2 separate regions of the Rattus norvegicus genome follow, and region 1 is linked to region 2. A link is a contact called in public Hi-C data. All regions are on one chromosome and are shown on one strand. The core of a region is the stretch at or near the end of the contact, and the rest is flanking DNA. Distances in the headings are between cores, read along the strand shown. Region 1 overlaps Cers6 (ceramide synthase 6). Region 2 overlaps Cers6 (ceramide synthase 6).

What was found. A called contact is a pair of places that touch in the nucleus more often than the background predicts.
Region 1: a contact with region 2 is called in a Hi-C map of liver, with 7 times the contacts expected there. The contact joins two enhancer-like sites. A contact is called at or near these places in 3 of 12 Hi-C or Micro-C datasets (hepatocytes, kidney and liver).

Annotation. Positions count from the first base shown.
Region 1 is chr3:74,266,695-74,273,030 of GRCr8, forward strand. The region is part of intron 8 of Cers6 (ceramide synthase 6); the gene reads left to right. Among named protein-coding and RNA genes, the nearest start is that of Nostrin, 43 kb to the right of the region's middle. Within about 2 kb of position 3,192, at least 11 of the 93 cell types and tissues checked have an H3K27ac peak or open chromatin away from gene starts, as enhancers often do. A contact at or near this core is called in liver, where this site is marked.
Region 2 is chr3:74,227,196-74,233,295 of GRCr8, forward strand. All of the region lies in intron 6 of Cers6 (ceramide synthase 6), which reads left to right. Among named protein-coding and RNA genes, the nearest start is that of Nostrin, 82 kb to the right of the region's middle. Within about 2 kb of position 1,711, at least 2 of the 93 cell types and tissues checked have an H3K27ac peak or open chromatin away from gene starts, as enhancers often do. A contact at or near this core is called in liver, where this site is marked.

The DNA of each region.
Region 1 (6,336 bases), core at 1,942-4,441, 41 kb after region 2:
TTTTCAGAATTGATTCATGCTCTGGTTCTATCATTGTCAATGGTAAAACACCACTTAGCATCAATGTGCAGTATAAAAATGGCAGAATAATTCTGTTCTTATCCCCAAACAAAACCATTTAAATTTTGTTTTCAATGAAGCTCAAATCAGCAAGTCAACCTGCAACTTTTAAAATCAAACCTATCAGGCCTGTGAGATTGGCTTAAGTTAAAAGAACTTGCTTTTGCAAGGACCCAGATTCAATCTACAACACCTACATGACAGCTCACCAACTACATATAACACCAGATCCAGGCACTCTGATGTCCACCGTCTTATAACCTCCATGGGCACCATGGTGTACATACATACATGCATGCACAACACTCATACACATAAACTAAATCTTAAGTAATAAAGTAAAGTGAGACATTCTGATGCAGTGCAATCCAGTATAAATTTGATATTGACATGCTGAAGAATGACAGTAGCCCAATATTAAAAGCTTTTGTTTTCTGTAATTGAATCACTATGTTTCTATTCACAAAGGCCTTCTTTGCACAGAGAGATCACTGCAGTTGATGGTGTACAGTAGTCTGCAGTCTGGGCTGGGGAGCTGCAGCAGTGTTCTGTAGCACTGTGTACATGTGGCATGTGGTGACCTGTGAGCTCAAAACCAAAGCTACAGTAGAGTCATGTGATGGAACCCAGGCAAACACAGACAGAAAGATCTTGTATTCATTACACACTTGCTTTTTGGTTTTTTTTTTTTTTTGTCTTTGTTTTGTTTTTTGTCTTTTCACATTCAGTTACAAGCCTTCAAACACTGTTGTCATGACTGACAATTTGAGAAGCTATGATATATACACTTCAAAGTCATATCTATATTTACCAGTTAATCAAGAAGACTCTTTTAAAAGAAAATGTAGACCACCTGTTGTAGCTCTTAAGTCTAGGCTCTTGGTGTGGATATCAGAGGATCCGGGGCAAGAGAGCAAATGGAATTTACACATATGTTGTGTGTCTAAATACTTGTATTGCAACTCAAACTGTGAAATACAATCAGTATTCTTAAGATCGTTTCTCATGACCAATATGTTGGCTATTATGCAAAAACTACATCACTTCAAATTAATGTAACCATTGGCTCACCTGTTTGCCCACGAGTGTCACTGAATTCTTGAGAAGGATTATACCGTCCATTAAGGCACCAATACTCAAGAGTTTACATACAAGTGTAGGAACACCAGACAAGCACATTAATATTGGGGTAGAATGTCTTAAATATAAGCAAGGGCTTGCACTGGCCAGAAGAACAAAAGTATCTATGAGGATCTGTGAACAGCTCAACAGGGATCCACAAGCCCGTATTCAGCATGGAAATGCCACTTGGCATCTCTTTATGGGAGGTTTGGCTTGTGCAAAACAAAGCATGTAGGATGGCTCGGAAATAGATTTGTAGGTGGACTGAATTATGACAGGGTGTGTCCTGTGGTACCAAGTTACGTATGCAGTGTCACAGTCTCACACACAGATTTAAAGTTGGATACAGTAACATCAAGAACATCTACTGTTGATAACTTCTAGTTTTGTTAGGCTGCACAGCAGTATGAGGAGAGGACTATGGATCTGGGTTCTAGGGCCAGCTCCTGCTGGTAAGCCTTCTGCATTGCTCTGCCTTGTTAGTGTGAAAGCTGGAGATATGCCGATTAGGAGCCCGGTGAGACTAGCAATTGCACCCCAGTTAAGCTGGGGGCTTGCTAGGGATCCCTGTAGCTCTCGTGGTCTGCTTCAACAACCTTCTGCAGAAAGCCAGTCTGTGTCAGAGTGTCATGAAGCCAGGAGTAGGAAAAGCTTTGCTCTTGCAAATAGAACATTTGTTCAAGCTCTTGAGTGCTTCGTGAGTTCCTGCTAAATGCAACTTCGTACTTTCCTTCTTTGTATTTTTTTTTTCTTACTTTTACTCATGGAGAACAAAGCTTCTGCTTCCTTAGGCTGAGTTCAAAGTTTTGAGAGTCACCCGAGAACAATGCATCTGTCCATTGGGGAATTTTTGCTTGAAGGAAGCAGTCGGACCATGGGGAATTTTAGGTAAACCTGGAAGGAGGAAGAGTCACGAAGCTTCTTATGCCTCTGCTTCAGAAGCCTTTAGTAGTCGCATTAGCTCAGGCCTTTGCTTTGCAGACATGAAAACTGAAGTTTATAAAAGAATAGTAAGGCACCCAACTGGCAAGCACAAGATCCAAGCCCGGAACACAGTGTTTTGACTTCTACTTGAGACGTAATGTGCAAACTGTCAGCTCTTTTCTGAGTAAGCCCACATCTGCCCACACTCAAAGCACGCCTGTTACACTCTGTAGCAATTATTCCAATAGTTAACACTATTGCAGTTATTTTTTTTCCAGAATACTGTCTTTGCTCGTCAATTGCTCTGCTATTATTCAATGCAGGTTTTCTTGGGTTGTTTTGATCCAAAGAAAAACAACATTTTGAAAAAGAGCATTTTGTCATATCAAAATCTCTGTATTTATAATTCTAGAGTTTTGGGGGTTTGGTTAGGTTTTCCTCTAGGTTTTTGAGCATCTCACAATCTAGTTTAGTAAATTCTGACTTATTCTGAAGGGTTAAGTCTTTGTTTAAAAAAAAAAAAATGTTTACTGTCTTTCTCTTGCCAAGGGGAAAGGGATAAAGCCTCTCAGGTACAGAACACCCTCAATATGGCGGGCCTGAGGACAGTTAATCTTGGTGGCAGCACTTCCAAGATTTTCCGAGACATTTCTCTAAGATAAAATATAAAATCATATCCTTGAAATCTTAAATAAAAACAGAGGAAATGTCAGCGAGGAGAGAGAGAGAGAGAAAGAGAGAGAGAGAGAGAGAGAGAGAGAGAGAGAGAGAACGCTGCCTACAACTATTTATATAGCCCAGATTAAAGCTCTGTCTTTCCTGACCACAGGACCTGCAGATGTGTGCCCATACTACCTCCCTTGGGTGGTGTTCTGGGAAGCCAGGCAGTGTCACAATGGACACACTAGAGCAAGGGATCACAAGACAGGTCAGAGTTTTTGTGTGGGTGCTGCCAAGTGAAACACCGGAAAGACCATGTGATAGATAGAGCCAAGAAACCGGAAGTATCAAGGGTCAGAGTCTCAGAGCCAAGGAGATATGATATGAGGCAAGAAGGAGCAAAGGACGGTGCTCAATCTTATCTGTCAGCATTGCTGTTGAGTAAGCTTGGGTCTTCGCAGGTCAGATATCAAGTACACACTAGAGGATACATACACCCACACGTAATGCATGAGTCACATGTGCCCCGTGTTTGGAATTTTTAGTGATTTTTACATCAGCCTACTGATGACTGAGTAGCCCTTATCCAAACTGTTAGTGACTTAGATGTTTCAGATCTCTTTACATTTGCATAAACTTTACGGCCAAACCTCTCTAATCTAAAAGTTCAGAATGCTTTAAACCCTGAAACTTTTTGTATATAATGTTAGGGTCCAAGAAGAAAATTGATCTCTGAGATTGGATTCCAGAAATACAAAACAGGGGTGGTCAACATGTAGTTCGCACAGTGACTAGAAAGCATTTCCCTCCTTGAGAGGGCCAGGACACCTTACATCCAGCTCTCAGTGAGGCCCCATGCTAGGGACAACGTAGTACCTGCAAGACTCACACCGTCAGTTTAGGGTCTGCCCGAACTACATGGAAAGACCCTGTCTAAGGAAGAAGAGTGAAGGAGCGGTCCCTGAAGTTGCTTTCTCTTAGCTTCCCCCATTGCTCCAAGAGTTGGCCTTAAATGCTTTTATCTTGAAGTCGAGGGTATTGGAGATGTGCACGGGCCTCCACCCTTCCAAAGAGAAAATCAAAGAAAGCAGCAGGGGGCTCACATGCCTGTTTTATGAGCTGAGCTTAGAAAGAAGTCTTTGATTTTTACATCGTTAATATTTCATATCTATGTCAAGGTGGTAGCGAAAGGCATTACTTGATTGTCAGTAGGAGAGATAATTATTTGGGGATTTAAAGGTTAAAGGAATGGGCCAAGGTGGGGGAATCAATTAAACTAAACCCACTTCGGCCATTTAGGCAGGAACAAACTGGAACATGGCTATTAGAAACCAGGGGATGAGACTAAGGCCTGTCTCCGGAAACCAGAGCAAGCAGTAACAGACAGAGGGGATGTTCTGCCTGTGTGCCAAGCAAGAGGCCCATGGGGCACTGTCTCTGCTGTCGGATGGCGATGTCTTGGCTCTGAGCATAAACATGGGTAAGAGGCTAACATGCAGCTAGGAGAGCCAAGGAGCACGAGGTGCCTGGGGGCCTAGCGCAGTACCCCAGGCCGCCCATGTCTCAGCTCTCTCCACCTCCCAACCCCAACTGTGGCCATGTTATTTACATTCTCTGTGCTTCAGTGTCCTGTCTGAAAAATAGAGATAAGAGTACCCACTGGGGGATTGGGGGAGATGAGGATTTACCCTGAAACCTTTTGCACAATGTGCACTGCTTGAGCCTGGTTTCAGTGACCGTTGACTCTTACACCTAGCAAGATCAAATAATGTGTGTGACATATTTGACGCTTTTAGCAATAGTAATTGCTCCATGAAGGACTGTTAATAAGGAGCAGAGCAAAAGTCACCTTTACCAACAGGGAAGCAACATCACATCACACAGGCAGGGGTGAAGACAGGCCTGCCTCAATCATGCTGTGAAACACCCAGCATGGCTAAGAGGACTCGGGTATGGCGATGAGGAACATAGGGAGGAGAGTGGGTTGAGAAGAACCCCTGCTCCAGCCAGGAAGTCCAGCCAGGTTAGGACTAAAGTAAGGTGTATTTGACTGAATGTCTCATCTGTAACAATGGCAGGATAGAGCCGGTACATCTATTTCCAAAGACAGAGAAGCAGTTGGCCAGGATTCAAGCTCAGATTCCTGCCAGGGATAAAGAAATCACATCCATGTTTGCCGCAGACTGATAGGCAAGGGCACAGTTATTCAAATGTGATCAGTCGTCGGACCCCCAAGCTACCCTCCCAAGACAGCACTTGCTGATGACACCAGCAGTGTGGAAGTCCAAGTGTGAGTGGGCTGCCCTATAGAAGGGGAGAAAACACACACGTACCCTTCAGTCCTGTTGAAGTGTCGAATGGCCAGTCCAACTAAGATATAGTTTAGGCCTGGAGTTGTTATGGGTGGGAGAAAGGGAGCAAGGGACAGAGAGGCAGACACAGTCGGCCAGTCTCGAAACAGTGAATTCAGTCTCTGGCCTGCAGATGTTAAGCACCCGTAGATTTTGTTCAGTATAATCTTGAATGCCTGCTTGTTGGCATCCACCGTACCTGGCATAACATGCTAGTTAGGTGATTAAATTTTGGTTGAATGTATTTTTCATTTAGATATCTCATGGACATTTGTGCCAGAGAAAAACATAGCATGACCACACTGAGTTCTGTCTTGACTCCCGATGTCAAGACCAGGCTGAAGTAGAGAAACCTAATGTTGACTGAGGGGACATCTCCCCTTTCAGATGGCATGTGGCACTCAGGGACCAAGCCCTGACTCTGCCTCTAGAGAAGAAATTTTGGCACTCTTCAGATGCTCATCGTGGGCCTAATTATTTTATGGTTCTCAGGAGAGATTATTCCAGAAACACAAAGCCCACCTATAACTCCTTGGTGGGAAAGGGAAGCGCTGTTGCAGAGGATGCTGTCCTCAGCTAGGAGCCTCAGTTTCACCCTTCTGGTGAAACACCACCCGGCACTGGGACATAACTCAGCAAGAGTCCCTGCTTGGCAGCAGGAAGTCCTGGTCCAACCAGCACTGAAAACCAAGTCTCCCCACAACCCATTTGTACCGGAAGACCTCCTGGGCTGTCTTCTATCACTTATGTCACAGGAGTATTTAAAAAACACTATAGATAGGTGGTACTGAACAAATATGTGAATGTCAATGTAAGTAGATGTGATACAGATAAAAGAGAATAAATTCGTACTATGAAGTCACAACATGAATGAAATATATATGATATATATTTCATTATAGTATAAACATTTCATTTGTGTGTCAGAGGTGGTTCTTCGAGATGAGATGTCAATGGCAATTTCTATCAAGTCCTCCAGAATCCTGAACTGAAGGGAGAAAGCAGAGCGCTTTCAGTTGTGTTGGTATCCCAGATGCAAAAGAAAACAGCCTTGTTTTGTTAAAATAAGATTGCCCTGTGGATTCTCTGCTCAACAGCAAAGAAGTTATGAACTCCTCTACAGGAGTCTATGAACTCTTCTACAGGAGTCTATGCATTCTGCCACCACATTCTATGTGTTTTAATCAAAATCAAATTTAAGATAAATGTGTCTGTAAAA
Region 2 (6,100 bases), core at 461-2,960:
GTGTGAGTGATTCTCTTCTTTTGGGTTTGTTGTGAAATGTTTAATTTCTTGTGTTTTCTTGCATATAGTTACCCTCCTTGTGTTGGAGATTTCCTTCTAGTATCCTGTGTAGGGCTGGATTAGTAGAAAGATATTGTTTAAATTTGCTCCTTTCATGGAATATCTTGGTTTCTCCATCTATGATGATTGAGAGTTTTGCTGGGTATAGTATCCTAGACTGGCATTTGTATTCTCTTAGGGTTTAGATGACATCTGTCCATGATTTTCTGGACGGCCTCCTTGGAGGCAGGTAGAGCTTTGTGACCTGGGTTAGAGCCAGTCTCCTGGAAGACAGGCAGTGCTGTCCACCTGTGTTTCTGGTTAGAGCAGGCTTCATGTTTTCTGGTTACTGTGGACCTCCTAGGAGGCAGGCTTTGTCCCTGGTTACTGCTGACCTCCTAGGAGGCAAACATGCTGTAGTGTATGGGAGGGTATTGAGCTCGCTGATCTGCCCTGGGTGGGAAAGCAGCTCTACATGCCTTTTTAAAGATGAAGCTTTTCTTTTGGTCTTTGAGTCAGATGTCAGGCCAGTGGAAAGACTCATCTGCATAGATAGAGGAAGGTGACAAGAACTTATGTGTTGCTATATTTCACAAGGACCCACACCTCTGGACCCAAGCAGTGCTATTCATCCATGATTATATTTCCTAAGTTCTACGGCCTCAACTAGAGGTCTGCCTCTGGGAGGGGGTGGTATCTTCCATTCCTTACGATATTCTCTTCAATGGGGAAGTTTTTATTTGGTCTTCTGAGGGAATTCCTCTCAAGTTATTCTAGAGAGCCTAGAAAAATCTCCACTTGGCCCATTGTAGCTCTAACTATCCTTCTGGAATCATGACCGCCTTCAGCCCCCATCTTTATAAATACCAACAAGTGTGTTCTTGAGGTTTTAACCTCCATGGAAGCACCATGCCTCTCACCCAAGGCCATTCTTTGCAAGGGCTCTCACAATGCCCTTGTCATCTCCCAGGGCCAGTTCTTGTTCTGTTTGTCCCTCATCTGATGGGTTCTCTTAACCATCCCCACTGCCTCTTCACAGTCACCATTCCCCTTATATTTGTCCCTAAGAAGCTATGGGTAGGATATTCACTAACCTGAACTCCAGACTGCACAGAACTGGCTTTAGATCTGGCTCTCCCCATTATCACAATGTGACTTTGGAGAGCTTGGTATCTGGGTTCCTCAGCTCTGAAAAGAGAGCTCTGAGTAGTTTTGCCTTACGCAGCTGCCATCAGGAAGAAATCACAGCCTCGGAGCCTCTGCACATGGAAATTAGTAGGCAAATTAGAAGGTACTTAGGTGTTTACTAGGTAGTCAGTGCAAAAGTGGGGTTTAGAAAGAGGAGAAACACATACTGTCTACCCCAGAGGAAAGAGACACTTTGGGTAAATGCCTCAGCTAGAATTCAGGGTGTAAAGACAGGCACTGGGAGGGCTGAAGGAAGAGGAGTAAGAAAATATAGTTGCTAACGGTAAGAGCTCCCCTGAACTCTGCCCAACAGCTTACAGCACCATCCCCAACTGTTTAGCCTGGAGGAGATGTTCTCCATCCTCTCTGTGAAGCACAAAATTGAGTCTCTGATTGCTCATTGTCATCTGGGCCTCAAGAGCTCGGCAGTACATAGAAAGGTGCTGGCTAGAATCCCATCAAGTAGCTCTGATCTTTGTTGAGCACAAGCTGCCCCCTACTGATGGTGTTGGATGCTTTCAGGTTAGATGGGCTTTAGTGACTGAGCTCCTATGGTGGGGTTTCTCCCTAGGGACCTCTGCAGAACATGGAGGAGATTCATCTGTGAACTAATGGAGTTCTTCAGGCTTACAAAAACTACATTCTTAATACATTAGAAGTGACTTTTTCTCATCAAAATTCATGCAAACTAATATGGCCAGTTCAAGGGTAAGAACCAGGTAGTTGCATGTTGACAACTTGTGAGAAAAGTGGCATATGTGTGTTCAATTAAACACACTGATGTCATTTACAATCAGAGTAGGTTTGGGAACTTGCTTGGATGAAGTGAGGTGGGAGATTGAAGACTAGGCCAGGGCACTGCTAATTAAGCACCATGTTCTGGCTACCCCCACCAGAAGTGATTGGTAACTATCACACTGTTTCTGTTGCGCAAATAACATTTTACTGTGCTCCTTTCAAATGTAATAAAAAATCAATTAAAGATTAAATATTAACTAATTCACAGTAGACAAGATTATGAGTTCTCAATCTTGAAAGGGCACCATAAATGTTGTCCAGGAGAAAGATCGGGTGAACAGTGCTTACACAGCAATTCCCTGCTTCATTTATATCTGTTTTCAGAAGCCATAAAATAATGGTGCTTCTAGCAACAGAGATAATACTGGTCAATCTGGACACACAGCCCCGGCTTTCAGAAGCTAGAGAAGCTATTGCCAACCCTTCAATTAGCTAGAAGTTTGTAGTTATTATAATCGATCATGAGATTTTTGATGAGGGTACCTTTCAAAACTCCTTATGGTTTATATGTATTTCAAGAACAATATTAAATTGGTTTGGATTGTTTCAGAATAGCTGTGAAAATTAATCTCTTAACATATTCTTTGCCAGAAGAAAGTAAGGCAGGGACCATGCATCTACTACGTTGTATAACTGAGTTTCTCACATGACATCCTTTGGTATGATTCTAAAACAAGGGTCATCAAACTTTTCTGTAAGGACCTGGTAGTGTTGTAGAGTTGTGGGTGCTCTCTGTTGCAGTGTTTCAACTGTGCTACTTGAGCAAGAAAGTCACCTAAGACAGAAAGGAAACAAAGTGGGTACAGGAGTGTTTCAATAAAACTTTATTTATAAGCACAGTTATGGCAGTTTCTCTATCTCTGCTTTGAAGTGGAATAACTTGTAAGCCTTGAAGGAATGGAAGAGGAGGAGGAAGAGCAGGGAGAGGAAGGAAGAAGAGAGGGAAACAGAGGTAGGAGAGGAATCATAAGATGATGTCAGTTAGTTGCAAACTCTGCTGTTGTCCTGTTTCCTGGAGCCTTCGAAATCTGTAAGTGCCTAATGTCTATTCTTTGAGCAAAATTATAAGTTATTAATTGTATGTATTAGCTTTATTAAATTCAAGACAGCTAATACATTTTCTTCGCATCTGAACAAAGACTTTTCCACTGTCTTGGTTTTTAGAATTATTTATGATCTTCGCTGTCTGTGAATGCCTGTCCCAGCCCTCAGTTAGAACCTCAGAAGCCTTATGCCTTTTATGAGGTAGCTTAATAATTTTTATTCAATTAATCCCAAATGAAAATTTAAGGAAAAATTCCTTGCACACAGAGTATGTGGGTGTGATGTAGCTTTTTATGGTTGTCTTAATAAAGGCAGGTACTTTGAGATGAATTTGTGGTCCCTTTACAAGGTAGAAGGTATCCTTTCAAAGACTCTAACATAGCAAACATGGAGATTCTGTGTTATCTAGAATCTGGCATGTGTGTCTTGGTGAGTGATTATCTCTTCGGCTTGGTTGTGCTAATACTTTGTTGTGTATAAAATTCCCGTAGAGAAGAAGTAAAGGTGCTGGTTCTTTTTCGTTTTGTTTGTTTTTAACAGTTGGGGACTCAGCCTTACTAAGTTTTGCCATTAAAATGGATGACTTATCCTTGAGTTCTTTCATTTTCGAGTTTTTCTACTGGAATTTGGGTCAAGACCACATGGGTTCCTTTTTTCTTGTTCTGATAACATGTGAGGGACCATAACAAGGTAAGATGGTGGAGGCTCTGGGAAATGTTGGGGAACACAGAGGGAGCTCTTGAGGATGGGCGATTCTGTCAAGAGGTAAAGTGACGTTGCAGGTGGTTTAGGTCATTCCTGAGGAAAGGGGTGCTTCTGTCCCTTGGAACGAAGCACTAACCTGAAGGCCGATAGTGGAGGCCATGCCCTTATGTGATTCCTCCTGCAGAAGATGCTTTGGAAAACATCGTCAACCTAAATAAAGCCTAATATTCTGTGAGCCAGGCTTGTGTCTACACACACACACTATCATTTCCGGCAGTAATCAATGGGAGAATGGAAATTTTCCTCCCTGTCCTGATAAAATCCAAATGGACAGTTTTAAAAACATGGTTATTTGGATCAAATTCAGTGCCTGCTCAAAGAAATGTGTGGGGATGACAGGATGTGAGTGACAGGTGTGAGGACTGCATGGCTTTTATAGAGGTATTTGGCTGTGCCTAAGACCTTCCGAAGCCTACAAGTAAAGCAAGGCTGTTGTCCCGCCTCTCCCCTTTGTGTAGGTTTGAATGTAATGGAAATTGATCCTCTGCTATGGCTGCAACTGTGGGCACCGGCAGAGATAAAACGAACTTTTTTTTTGTCCCCAGAACAAGGGGTTTACAGTGAAAGCTCATCTTCACAAAGCAAATTTTGTCTGAGAAACAAGGCTTTTATTTTTGAAAGTTCCTCGTTATTCTGACAGGCACTGTTGACATTTCTATCAGATCCAAATTAGCAAATTTAATTGGGAAGTGGCCCTAATCTTCTGTAAGTGCTTTAACAACTTACATTTATTCGTTTTAAAAATTAATAGAGAAAATCTTTTGTTCTCTCTCTTTCAGTAAGCTGAGGGCAGCTGAACACTAGGGAGGGTGGGAGTACCTAACCCAACTGTTGTCAGGTACTCAGCTACTTGGGTGTTGAAAGCTGCCGATTAGGCATAGGCGGCATAAACTCTCTGAGCTCCTGAGCTGTGCGTTTTGATTTAGTCCCTTGTAAGAATCGGTGTGACAGAGCAGTTGATGGGTTAGGGCTACTTCAGCTCAGCTGTTGTTTTGAAGTGCTGTGCATGGTAAAACACCATTCTCCAGGTCATGGGGAACAGAATTCATCTTTCATTGGAAAGCAGCAGCAGAGCAGTTTGTATTGTCTGCCAGAGGCCTCTTGGCATCATCTGCCTCTAATAACCTAAGAAAGCCCTGGGTAGTGTAAAGAATCGTTAGTATTTCAATAGCTTCGAGAACAGCTATGTGGCGCCTGCGTGCAGTTCCTCGCACAGCTCAGTGTGGTCATCATTTCTCGTCTGTCTGTGAGCTAAGAAGTAACGTAAAGCCTCACTGTGTCTGAGGAAGGGTTAGCAGGTGGTGTGAATCTGTTCTGTTGCGGGCTGAAGCATTAACGGAGGCGAGACAGATTGTTTTCCTGCCGCTGGTGGCTATGCCACTTGTTCAATCAGTTGAAAGGTACATCATCATGTTTTTGTTATTAATTATCTAACCTCATTGATGGAGCTGGCGTATGGTTTAGCGCTCAGAGGTTGACCTCTAGGGGAGGTTATCGATGCCAGGCACCTTCCTGGAAACCAAAGCGACCCTTGAGCGTCTTCACCAAAGTTGACCACAAAGCTTATAAGAGTATTAGAGGTGTTGAGGGTGACTTTTCCAACGCAAAGCTTGGTGACACCAACAGCTCTTGACCTGTTAACTAGAAGGGAGCTGGGGGCATTTGATGGGTTGATGGACGCTTTTGCCGGCATACGCCTGAATGGGTATACGTTCTTAAATTCTCTGTGAGTTAGACAGGTAAAGACTTCAGGGGTCAGTCACTGGAGCCACTAAGCTGAGAGTTATAGAACGGACAGCTAACAAAAGATCTAATCCAGCATCTTAATTGTAAAATGAGGAAGTCGATGCCTTGGCCAGAAATTGCAAAGCATTGAGTTGGAACCTGCATTTCAAGTTGCCTCTCAGGTAGTCTGTGTGTCGTAATTAAACTAAGAATCAGACAGTCTTAAGGAGTCATCGTGTTGTGAGTTCCTGGTCATAACTTTTGCTGAACTTTCATGTTAAAATAGAAACTGATTTAACTGAGCGTGGGGATGTCTAAATAGCAGTTGTCTAACTGAGTTAAACTAGAGACTAGAATTTAGGAATAGATGCTTTCTTGAGTTGTAGAGGTGTCTGTGGGACCAGGACTGGTAAGTAACTAGGAGACCAAATGTTAGCGGCCCTGGATGCAAAGTTGTCTCAGAGGTAAAAGAACAAAGCAGCTATAGAGAAGACCTAAGAGTGCCATGTTCCCCAGGAGCCAAGATGAGTTTACATCTACA